3 separate regions of the Sus scrofa genome follow, and regions 1 and 2 are each linked to region 3. The links are chromatin contacts, called in public promoter capture Hi-C maps. All regions are on one chromosome and are shown on one strand. Each heading gives the region's core, a stretch centred on a gene start, on an enhancer-like site or on the middle of the called end of the contact. The rest is flanking DNA. Distances are from core to core; before and after follow the strand shown. Region 1 has its middle 57 kb from the start of EZH2. Region 2 holds the start of EZH2 (enhancer of zeste 2 polycomb repressive complex 2 subunit). Region 3 holds the start of CUL1 (cullin-1).

Evidence for each region. Promoter capture Hi-C pulls out the DNA fragments that hold promoters and counts their contacts.
Region 1: a contact with region 3 is called in a promoter capture Hi-C map of liver, with 7 times the contacts expected there. The contact joins the enhancer-like site here to the promoter of CUL1 in region 3. A contact is called at or near these places in 3 of 5 promoter capture datasets (fetal liver, fetal skeletal muscle and liver), 4 of 47 Hi-C or Micro-C datasets (embryonic fibroblasts, heart right ventricle, retroperitoneal adipose tissue and 1 more) and 2 of 2 datasets of contacts at active chromatin or transcription factors (alveolar macrophages and skeletal muscle).
Region 2: a promoter capture Hi-C map of fetal liver shows a contact between it and region 3, with 2.8 times the contacts expected there. The contact joins the promoter of EZH2 here to the promoter of CUL1 in region 3. A contact is called at or near these places in 2 of 5 promoter capture datasets (fetal liver and liver), 9 of 47 Hi-C or Micro-C datasets (alveolar macrophages, embryonic fibroblasts, fetal liver and 5 more) and 2 of 2 datasets of contacts at active chromatin or transcription factors (alveolar macrophages and skeletal muscle).

The regions. Positions count from the first base shown.
Region 1 is chr9:109,326,260-109,329,415 of Sscrofa11.1, reverse strand. No RefSeq gene overlaps it. Among named protein-coding and RNA genes, the nearest start is that of EZH2, 57 kb to the left of the region's middle. Within about 2 kb of position 1,580, at least 75 of the 83 cell types and tissues checked have an H3K27ac peak or open chromatin away from gene starts, as enhancers often do. A contact at or near this core is called in alveolar macrophages, embryonic fibroblasts, fetal liver and 4 more, where this site is marked.
Region 2 is chr9:109,383,431-109,386,460 of Sscrofa11.1, reverse strand. EZH2 (enhancer of zeste 2 polycomb repressive complex 2 subunit) reads right to left here and starts at 1,406. Exons shown (of 20, transcript NM_001244309.1): 1 at 1,323-1,406.
Region 3 is chr9:109,557,535-109,560,589 of Sscrofa11.1, reverse strand. It overlaps CUL1 (cullin-1), which reads left to right and starts at 1,476. Exons shown (of 22, transcript XM_021063586.1): 1 at 1,476-2,353.

The DNA of each region.
Region 1 (3,156 bases), core at 331-2,830, 230 kb after region 3:
AATTCCAAAATGATTTCTTTCTTTATCTCTTGACTCTCAATTGTCCTCAGCTCAAAATAATTTTATGCCAAAGTAGCATATTTTGGGGTACCATATCCTGATTCTCTTCAGGTCTAGTAAGTATAACAAAGCTGATGTGTGCTACCAATTACTAAAGATAAAGATACCGATACTGTAAAATAAATGAGATAATATAAAATGTAAATTCTTACACAAATTACCATGTTTACTATTATATATATTCCCACCTTAGTCAAAAGACAACAATCCCCTAACTTATAAGGATGTCACTAAAGCATTACCCACCTCTAAAACTGAGCATTTGACACATTCCTAGTAACTTTCTTAATCTATCAGCCTTTCCTAAGTTATATTTATTTTTAAAAATCACTGAGTCAACTAGATTAGATTTTGGAAATCTCTAAGCTTTTTGCACCATCATTTTCTCTGGGACAATGTTTAACTAATATTAAATTTGATGATTTCTTCATTTTTCTGAAATTCTCAACCTAGCCCCCATATTCCCAGTTTCCCAAATTTTTCTCAGTAATTGTAACAGGTAATTAGGAAGTCAGCTTGGGCCTTTGTGGGACCAATTTCCTGGTTTTGTCTTTACAGGAAGAAAGAACAGTACATTACTAGGAAAACCCTAAGAAACATGTTGAACAAGAACGTTATTTTGAGTAAATGCAGGAAATCTATCAAAGTTTCCCCAAAAGGGTTTTTTTTAACAGCAACCAAAAAGAGCAAAATTATCCTTAGAAAAAATCAGATGATGCTAATATTCCAAAAGGCTCATTTCTTAAGTCTAATTCATATTTTAGCTTCAGGGTATAATTCATAGCCCACACATAAAACCAAGGTTCAGCCCCACTTCCTCAGCTGAAACCCTCTTCCTTAAGGAAAATAACTTAATGTTTTCGTTGGCAATGTTTTTTATGTGCAAAACACTTAAGTGTGGGCAATATCTGTCTGTCCTTAGATTTTCATTATAAATATTTAAAGCTTCGAAGGGTCACCAATGGTTTGCATTTTTTCAAACCAGATGTTGGAAATAAGCACCCTGGCCCCATGGCAGGTTGAGTAAAAGTGAGTAATTTATGGGTGAAGTAAACCTTTGAAGAACTCCCAGAATGGGGTTTTCGACACACACGGGGGGTTTCCAGCCTGGTATCTACAATTACCGGAGGGAAAGAGGGAGTCTTGCTGGAGCCACCTGTTGACTCCTGCTGACTCACTCTTAATCCCTAACCGGTAGAGACCTGGGTGCAGCCATCCTAAGGATGAGAGGAAGCCCAAAGGTGGTACCCTCCAGTGTCTAGAGAAGGACCAGCAGCCCCCTACCTCCCGGCCCTGCCTCAGCGTGCCGCGTGCTGGGGGACCGCACAATCCAGACACCACCACGTGCTCCTGAAACTGACAGGACACTGACAGGACCGCCTGCCAGGGCACCGGCCCTGGGGCCCGCCCGCGAGCACGTGACTGGCTTTCCTAGTCATTCTGCGCGGGCTCCACCCGGTCAGGCGCGGCCTGGGCTCCCAGCCAGGTGGGCTGTCCTCACCCAGACCAACCCGCCACTCTGGGAGACCATGTGGCTGCCAGCCACCCGCCCAGTTTACTTTCCTATTTAGCTAGGCGCTACCCACAATGCACTTGTAAAAGTGAAATGCAAAAAAGGTTAGTAGTTAGCATAATCCTTACAAATAATACTTTAAAAAGAGCGGTTTTGTTCTGTTTACGTTGTATTTAATCAGGAAGTTATACACATTCTTATTTTTCATCGTTGTGACATAGGCCCTGAAAAGTCTCCTTACTTAGAAAAGTGTCTGGATAGGAACTATAAATAGTCAGAAGCCCTTCTTTCTTTGCAGTTGGTCCGAAGGCTGTGGGTTATTGTTAACTCAGTTAACATTGTCTCCCCCCACAACCACGTTTGACTGACTGTGTTTTGTCTTCATCGAGAAGTAGTGATTGGTAGTATTTACATAAACCAATAATGCAAATACAAATTAAAAAAACTTTTAGTTTATGATTTAAAATAGACTGGTTACAACTTTTTTTTTGGTAGCTAATTTCTCATCAGCATTTATGCATTAACTTTCAAAGTGCCTGGAAAAAAAACACGAATGTAAAAAAAAGCAACTTAGTTTTAATCAGCTTTAAACTCATCAAAATGTTTATCACTTTTTAGAAATTTTGAAAATTGTTAATTTCTGGTGAAACGCAATGCATTTATTATATAGCATGAAGGGGAACACCAATCCAAGAAGCTTCTTTTCAAAGATACATATGGCATGATCTCTTAGGTCTGTTGTATGTATGTATTAAATACATGTGTGTGCTTGTGGATGAATAGAAAAAACCTGGAAGAAACATACCAAATTATTAACAGTGTTTACATAACTCTAGGGAGTGGCGTTTCAACTGAGGGCATTTAAAGAAATTTTCAGAATGAAAAAAGGTATAGGATGTTTTTTGCGAAAAATTCAATATATTTGTCAGTGTCTGTAAATGAGTAGATAAGGTACTTCTAGGGGAGGGGCATGAACTTGTTAATTGTTTCCCATGTAAAGTACATACATTCACAGACCTAGATGGGTACTCAGTTTAGAACCAGGTAGGAAAGGAGGTCTAAGTCAGTTTCTGCTCTACAGCATGACTTCCTGACTCCACATCCATCCATCCTTTCTGTCTGCAGCTGTCAGCAGTGGTCATCTCCTTGGTTCAATTGCTGTGATTGGAGTTTATAGTCAGATTCATTCAGCAGGTTCCAACACACTGGCTTTCTCCATTAGCAAAGACGAGAAATGTGCACTCTCTACTGTAAATTAGTTTTTTAAAACCCTTGAAAAAGATTGGGGAAATGGTTCTATGTTTACTACATCTTGATAGACAAAAAGGGCATCATTAGTAAGGACCGTTCTCAGCTGGAACACATGCATAGCTCACACCCTCAGGCTGGTGGCAGCTTATTAAAAATGGGTGCTCCAGATCAGTCGGCCTTGTTGAACTTAATATTAATTCCTGAATTTAAAAGCATTAAGACACAACATCGGAGCTCCCGTTGTGGCGCAGTGGTTAACGAATCCGACTAGGAACCATGAGGTTGCGGTTCGGTCCCTGCCCTTGCTCAGTGGGTTAACGATCCGGCGTTGC
Region 2 (3,030 bases), core at 157-2,656, 170 kb after region 3:
CAGATCCTGTGTGACAAACAAAGGAAGTTTAGCTTAACTGTGGACAGCACACGTTCAATTTCTTAGGCAACAAACATTTCTGTAGTCAGTCTTTTCTGACTCAACAAAGCTATTGTTCACGGAAAACAAGACCAATTAATGACGAATTGCTAACCAGACCACCTAAACACACATTTGTCATAAACATTTTGCTTGATCAATTCTTTCTACCATCGCATCCTCATTCAATCCCTGGGGATTTGGAGAATAATCTCTTACTAAATGACAGTTGATTTCGTTAGCACCTGTCGCCAGTCTCAGATGTATCACATAAGTTGGCCGAAAGAGCATGTAATTTTTTAAAAAAAATATGATTCTTTAGAAAGCGGGAACTCAGCAGGCGTGAGTTCACCAAGTTTTCATTTCAAAATATCATGCTTCTCGATTCCTCCAATTTTCAAAAAGGGACCTGATGGCACCGACTTTTTTTGGGGGGGTGGACAATGACGCGGAAACTCGACGAAAAGCCCTCCGAAACGAACAAAACCGAGCGGGGGGAGAACGGCTCGACCCTTCCTCAAACTTAACAGAAAGCCAGCCGAGGGGGTAAAGGCGGCCGGGACCGCCTCGTCAGAGCGGGTGGAGACGAGGGGTTCGGGGGTGCTTTCCGGGGAAATGTCAGACCCGCAGCCGCTCCGAGTTCGGTTCCCAGCGCCGCCCCGGCCCCCTCGGCCCCGGCCGAGCCTGCGCGCTCGCGGGGAGGGGGCGTGGGGCCCAGCCCGCCCCCTGCGCCGCGGCCCGCGCTCCCCACGCCCCTCTCCCGCCCGCTGTCAGGCCCGGGTGTCACTGCCCCTTCCCCGCGCCGAGCTCCCCCGAGACACAGTCCGTCCTTTGTCTGAGTGTGCACTCGGTGCCGAGGTCCCACCAACTTGTGTGCGTCCCGTCCCACCCGGGCGCTCCCGCCGCGACGCTCCACACAAAGGAGACAGGGGCTCGGGCGGCCGGCCCGCCCCGAGCACCGGAGCGCCCCCAGCCCAGCCGCCGCGCCTCCCGAAGGGCGGGCGCGCGAGAAGACCCCTCGGCTCGCCCCCCAGGGCGCCCGCCCGGGGTCCCGCCTTAGGTCGCCAGGTGCGGCGCTGCCCGCCCCCGCGGTCGCGCGGGCCAGCCCAAAGCCACGGCCCCTTCCGAGGGGTCTCCTCTCACCCCTCCAGCCAAAGCGGCGCCCCGGGAAAGCCCGCTCTGGGCGATACCCGGAGGGGTGGCGGGGATATCCCGGCGCCGCCGCCGCCCCTCACCGAGCTTCGGAGCCCCGCTGGCCGGCCGGCCCGACAGCGGCACGCTACCTGAGCCCCGCGCCCCAGCCCGCTCCGCTCCCGCGCGCCGCTCCCGCGCGCCACCACCGCCGCCGGGCTTCCACCGCCTTCTGCGTCCCAGTGGGTGTCGGACGCTCCCGGACCAAGCGCCAAACCCGGCAGCCCAATCGCCATCGCTTTTATTTGGCCCCCCCTGTCCAACTAAGCGCCGCCCCGATTGGCGGGCCGCGAGGCGGGCTCCCGTCCAATCACAAGGCCCGCCGGGCTCCGTGGCGGCGAGCCAGCCCCACGCAGAGGAGCCCGCGGGACTCAGCCGGGCCGGGCCGGCGGCGCGTGCGCGCGAGCGGGCGGGCGCTGAGGGACGCGGCCGCCGAGTGGAAGCGCTGCGCCGTCTCTTTGTTCTTTCGCCGAACGCACGGCGCCTCTCAGGAAGGCGGTGGGTCGGCTGGCTGGGACGATGGGGCCTCTGCAGCCCGAATCCCGGGCCGCGGGCGGGAGGCGGCCAGGGCAGGATGGCGGGAACCGACCAGGGGGCGGGACGGCGCGCTCGCGGCGCTTGGCGGGAACCGCCGGCAGCCTCAGAGTTCCCGGGCCGGAGGGGCGGGGCGGGGCCGATAGCCAAGTTTGAACCAGTTCAAAACTCGGGGGTGGTAACGGTTTCAACTGCCGCGCTCTTTTCCCCGCGCGCGGAGCCGAAGCGCAGGCCGGCCGGCGGACGCGCGCGAGGTACCCCGATTGCCGGCCAGTTACGCTCTGCGGTCCGGGCTCCAATCTGGTTCGTTTCGGGCGAGGAGCCCCGAGCCTTTCGCGGTCTGGTCGGACTGGCGCGCCGCCTCCGGTGCGAGCAGAGCGCTCTGCCAGCTACTTTTTCTGCTAAGCCCCTCAGTGGCTTGGCCCGACTCAGATCCCCTGGCCCGCTGGACTTTGGTTGGTCGAGGCCGCAGTGCCCATCTCCTTAGAAACCTGGGAAACAGCAGCCCTACTGTTATTTCAGTTTCCTCATTCTGAGCGCCTTGTTCGGCACCTTCCAGCGTTTGTAGTTCCAAACACGTGTCAACGTTAATCATTTATCAGGGGTGAGTGGGGTTCACTTGCCTCGAGCTAACGCCTCTGGAAAAAATTGGGATGATTGCAGCATCTTTCAAGTGTTAAAAAAAAAAATGATCTGCGGGTGAGCCTGTATCAACCCATAAGAATTAGAAATATTCTGTTTAGGATGCAGTTTCCCCTTTTAATTTATCTGACAGTGAAGGTAAGGTTATTCTGAATTTTCTTTTTTTTCTTTTTAGGGCCTCATCCGAGGCGTATGGAGTTTCCCAGGCCAGGGGTGGAATCCGGCCTACACCACAGCCACAGCAACTCAGGCTCCAAGCCGTATCTGCGACCTACTCCACAGCTCAACAAGGCCAGGGATCTAACTGCAACCTCAGGCATGGTTCCTAGTTGGATTAGTTTCTGCTGCGCCACGGGATCTCCTGAATTTATTTTCAATAGGATGCAGGAATAGGGCAAAACAATCGTTCACCCATGTAAACAGATTGAGAGTTCAGATGGAGGGCGGGGAGGATAGTCAACTAGGAACTGGAGTTAAAAGCCTAACGAAATCATATACTTAGTATTTTTAGCTACATTTTTAAAGGACCAAGATTTTTAATGACTAGTTCCTTATATGATAATTTGACTGAAAGTTTCCTACCTTTTCCTAAATTACCATACCATTCCTTATACATATTCCAGA
Region 3 (3,055 bases), core at 227-2,726:
AAACAGTGGGGAGCCACTGAAAAGTTTGAAAGGATAGCATCATTTGGAAAGAATCATCAGTGGTTAGTCACTGTGCAGGCTGGAAGGATAGAGCAGAGATCAGAACCAGGCAAACTATTTAAAGGTAAAAACAGGAGTTCCCGTTGTGGCGCAGTGGTTAACGAGTCTGACTAGGAACCATGAGGTTGTGGGTTCGATCCCTGGCCTTGCTTAATGGGTTAAGGATCTGGTGTTGACGTAAGCTGTGGTGTAGATCACAGATTGGGCTCCGACCCCGAGTTGCTGTGGCTCTGGTATAGGCCAGTAGCAACAGCTCCGATTGGAATCTCCATATGCCGCAGGTGTGGCCCTAGAAAAGACAAAAAAGACAAAAATTTAAAATTAAAAAAAATAAAGGTAAAAACAATACAGGTGTGGGAAACATAATAAAGGAGTGGATCTGCACATACTTGGGAGTTACTGGCTTAGGTTACGCCCCTCATCAAGCTTAATGATTTGGAGCAAATTGCCTGATATGTCTGAGAAGTGGTATAGATGCTACCTGGTTGTGAGGTGGACATAAAAGTCAATGAATGACATAGTCTAAGAGCTGTCAGTAACAGTGCAGATGAGTGGCGAGTAAAAGCTAGAAGGAAGAAGCAGGAATTAAGGCAGTGAGAATTGGAGAGGATGGTTATAGGTGAACTAAATCCTTCCATTCAGGGAAAAGTGAGGTAGTAATTCAGTAGGGTTCTCTTGTGGCACAGCAGGTTAAGGATCTGGTGTGGTCACTACTGTGGCTCTAGTTCTATCCCTGGCCCAGGAACTTCTATATGCCATGGGTGCGGCTGGAAAAAAAAAGGGGGGGGAGAGGTTGAAAGAAACAAACAGTAAAGGGAAAGCTGACCCACTCCGTTCTTGTATTAGCTATGGGAAGGCACAGACAAGAAGACCATGTTGAATGGTGAGAAGGGAGAGGACAGTTTAGGGAAGATGGAGATGAGATACCTTGTTGTTTGAGGAAAATACAGGTTCCATTATGGGGAACAAGTAAGAGAAGCCATATATATACAGTGGAAAGCACTGTCCACAGGGACAAGCCTTCCATTTCTACCTTCAATTTTACCATGTGCCCACAAAAAAATTGCAAAATACACCTGTTTCTTCTTCTTTTTTGGTCTTTTCCAGGGCCACTTCCCATGGCATACTGAGGTTCCCAGCCTAGGGGTCTAATCCGAGCTGTAGACACTGGCCTACGCCAGAGCCACAGCAATGCGGGATCTGAGCCACATTTGTGACCTACACCACAGCTCATGGCAACGCCAGATCCTTAACCCACTGAGCAAGGCCAGGGATCAAACCCGCAACCTCATGGTTCCTAGTCGGATTCATTAATCACTGCGCTAAAATGGGAACTCCTCCTACACCTGTTTCTTTTAAATATCTAGAAGTGTAGGATGTAAACCAACAATTTAAAAATCATTGCATAGATTGAGATCATATACTTTAGTGACAAGTACAGACCAATGCCTTACTTCTAAAGGTACTTAACAAATGTTGACAAGTGACCACATTTCAATAGAAGGAAACAAATACTATGGGATATTCTAAGAGAAACCTGTATTCCTCAGGAGACAGCGTAGATTATGGGGGCAGCCCTCTACTCTGGGCCTAGGATTTCCACCCCACGGTGATACTAAAATCTTCTCCTGTTTTCATTTGGAGCAAAACAGGAAGTTATGTTCATCAAGTTTTTTGCCCAGGTAATTTGAAATTCTTCCTTGCTTGTTCATGGAAGTCGTGGGCCCTCTGGTATGTAAACCACATCATTCCAGCAGAAGCCCCTCCAAGCCCGCCTTTTGTCACCTAGGTCATCATAGGAAGCCAGGTGGCTATTTGTGCTGCAAAAATGTGCAGTTCAAGGACCCAATTGTGAGTTAATTTCACTTGACTGCGGTGAACTACTCCAGGACTCACGTGAAAACAATGTTATTCTGCAGTCACGCCTCATCGCATCCACATATATGGAAAAGCTTAAATTCCATTCTTGATTTGTCTTTACAGAGATTAATGGTAAAGCGAATCTTTATCAGCCCTTTGCCTAAAAAGGAGTTGGTTAAAGAGTTTGTGGAGGAAAGCTGGATTGGTTTGATTTCAGAAACGATTTTAGAGAGGCGCCGGGGAGCCGGGGCTCTGGTGCCGAGGCCCGCAGGTGTCTTGGGGCTGAGAATGGACCACACGTTTTTCTTTTCAAGGGCCCCTCGCCCATCCTCGACTTCATCAGCCGGTCGGGATCTGGCTTTTGGTTATTCCCCCGGCTGGGGAGGCAGATCCACCGGGTGTCGTTGTGTTCCGTGTCGGTTCAGGGTTCAGGGTGAGTGTGCGCGCAGGAGGGGGTGTGTGAGACCCTCTCCTCCAGGGAGTTTTGGGGCGGCTTCTTCCTAGGCTGGCGCCCCCAACCTCAGAAGGTGACCCCTCCTCGTTCGGCCCGAAGTGGCGGGAAGCCGGGTCCTTAGAGGCGGCCCGAAGGCGAGGGAGGCTGTAAAACCTGGAGGCGGATCCGGTGCGCTCGGCCGGGGATGGCGTGGGGTTTCAGAGCCAAGGACCGCGGGCTTCAGGTAGGGACCAGCCAGGCGAGCGGGGCCTCAGCGGCGTCGGGGGCCCTGGGGCCAGGGCCACGGCGGGCGGGAGGTTTCCGGGCCCCTCCCGTGCCGCGGGCTGGTGGGGAGATGGCGGCGACGGTTTCCCGGCTCCCCCGCCCCGGACGCGATGGCGGTGCGTTCCGGCCCTCCCCCACCAGCTTCACGCCCGCGGGAGCCGGAGCCGGTGAGGCCGGGAGGGCGGGGAGCGGCGGAGGAAAGGCGAGAGGGCGGAGGTTGCGTGGTGCAGGCGGCGGCGGCGGCGGCGGCGGCGGCGGGAGGAGGAGGAGGAGGAGGAGGAGGAGGGCCGGCGGGCGAGCAGGGGAGGAGGAGGAGGCGGGAGCCGTGTCGCACGCAGCTCCAGGCGGGGCAGCCCCGGCGGCTGAGGGACGCGGCCAGACCTTGGCGGGACGGGGATTTAACCGGGGCCCGGCCCA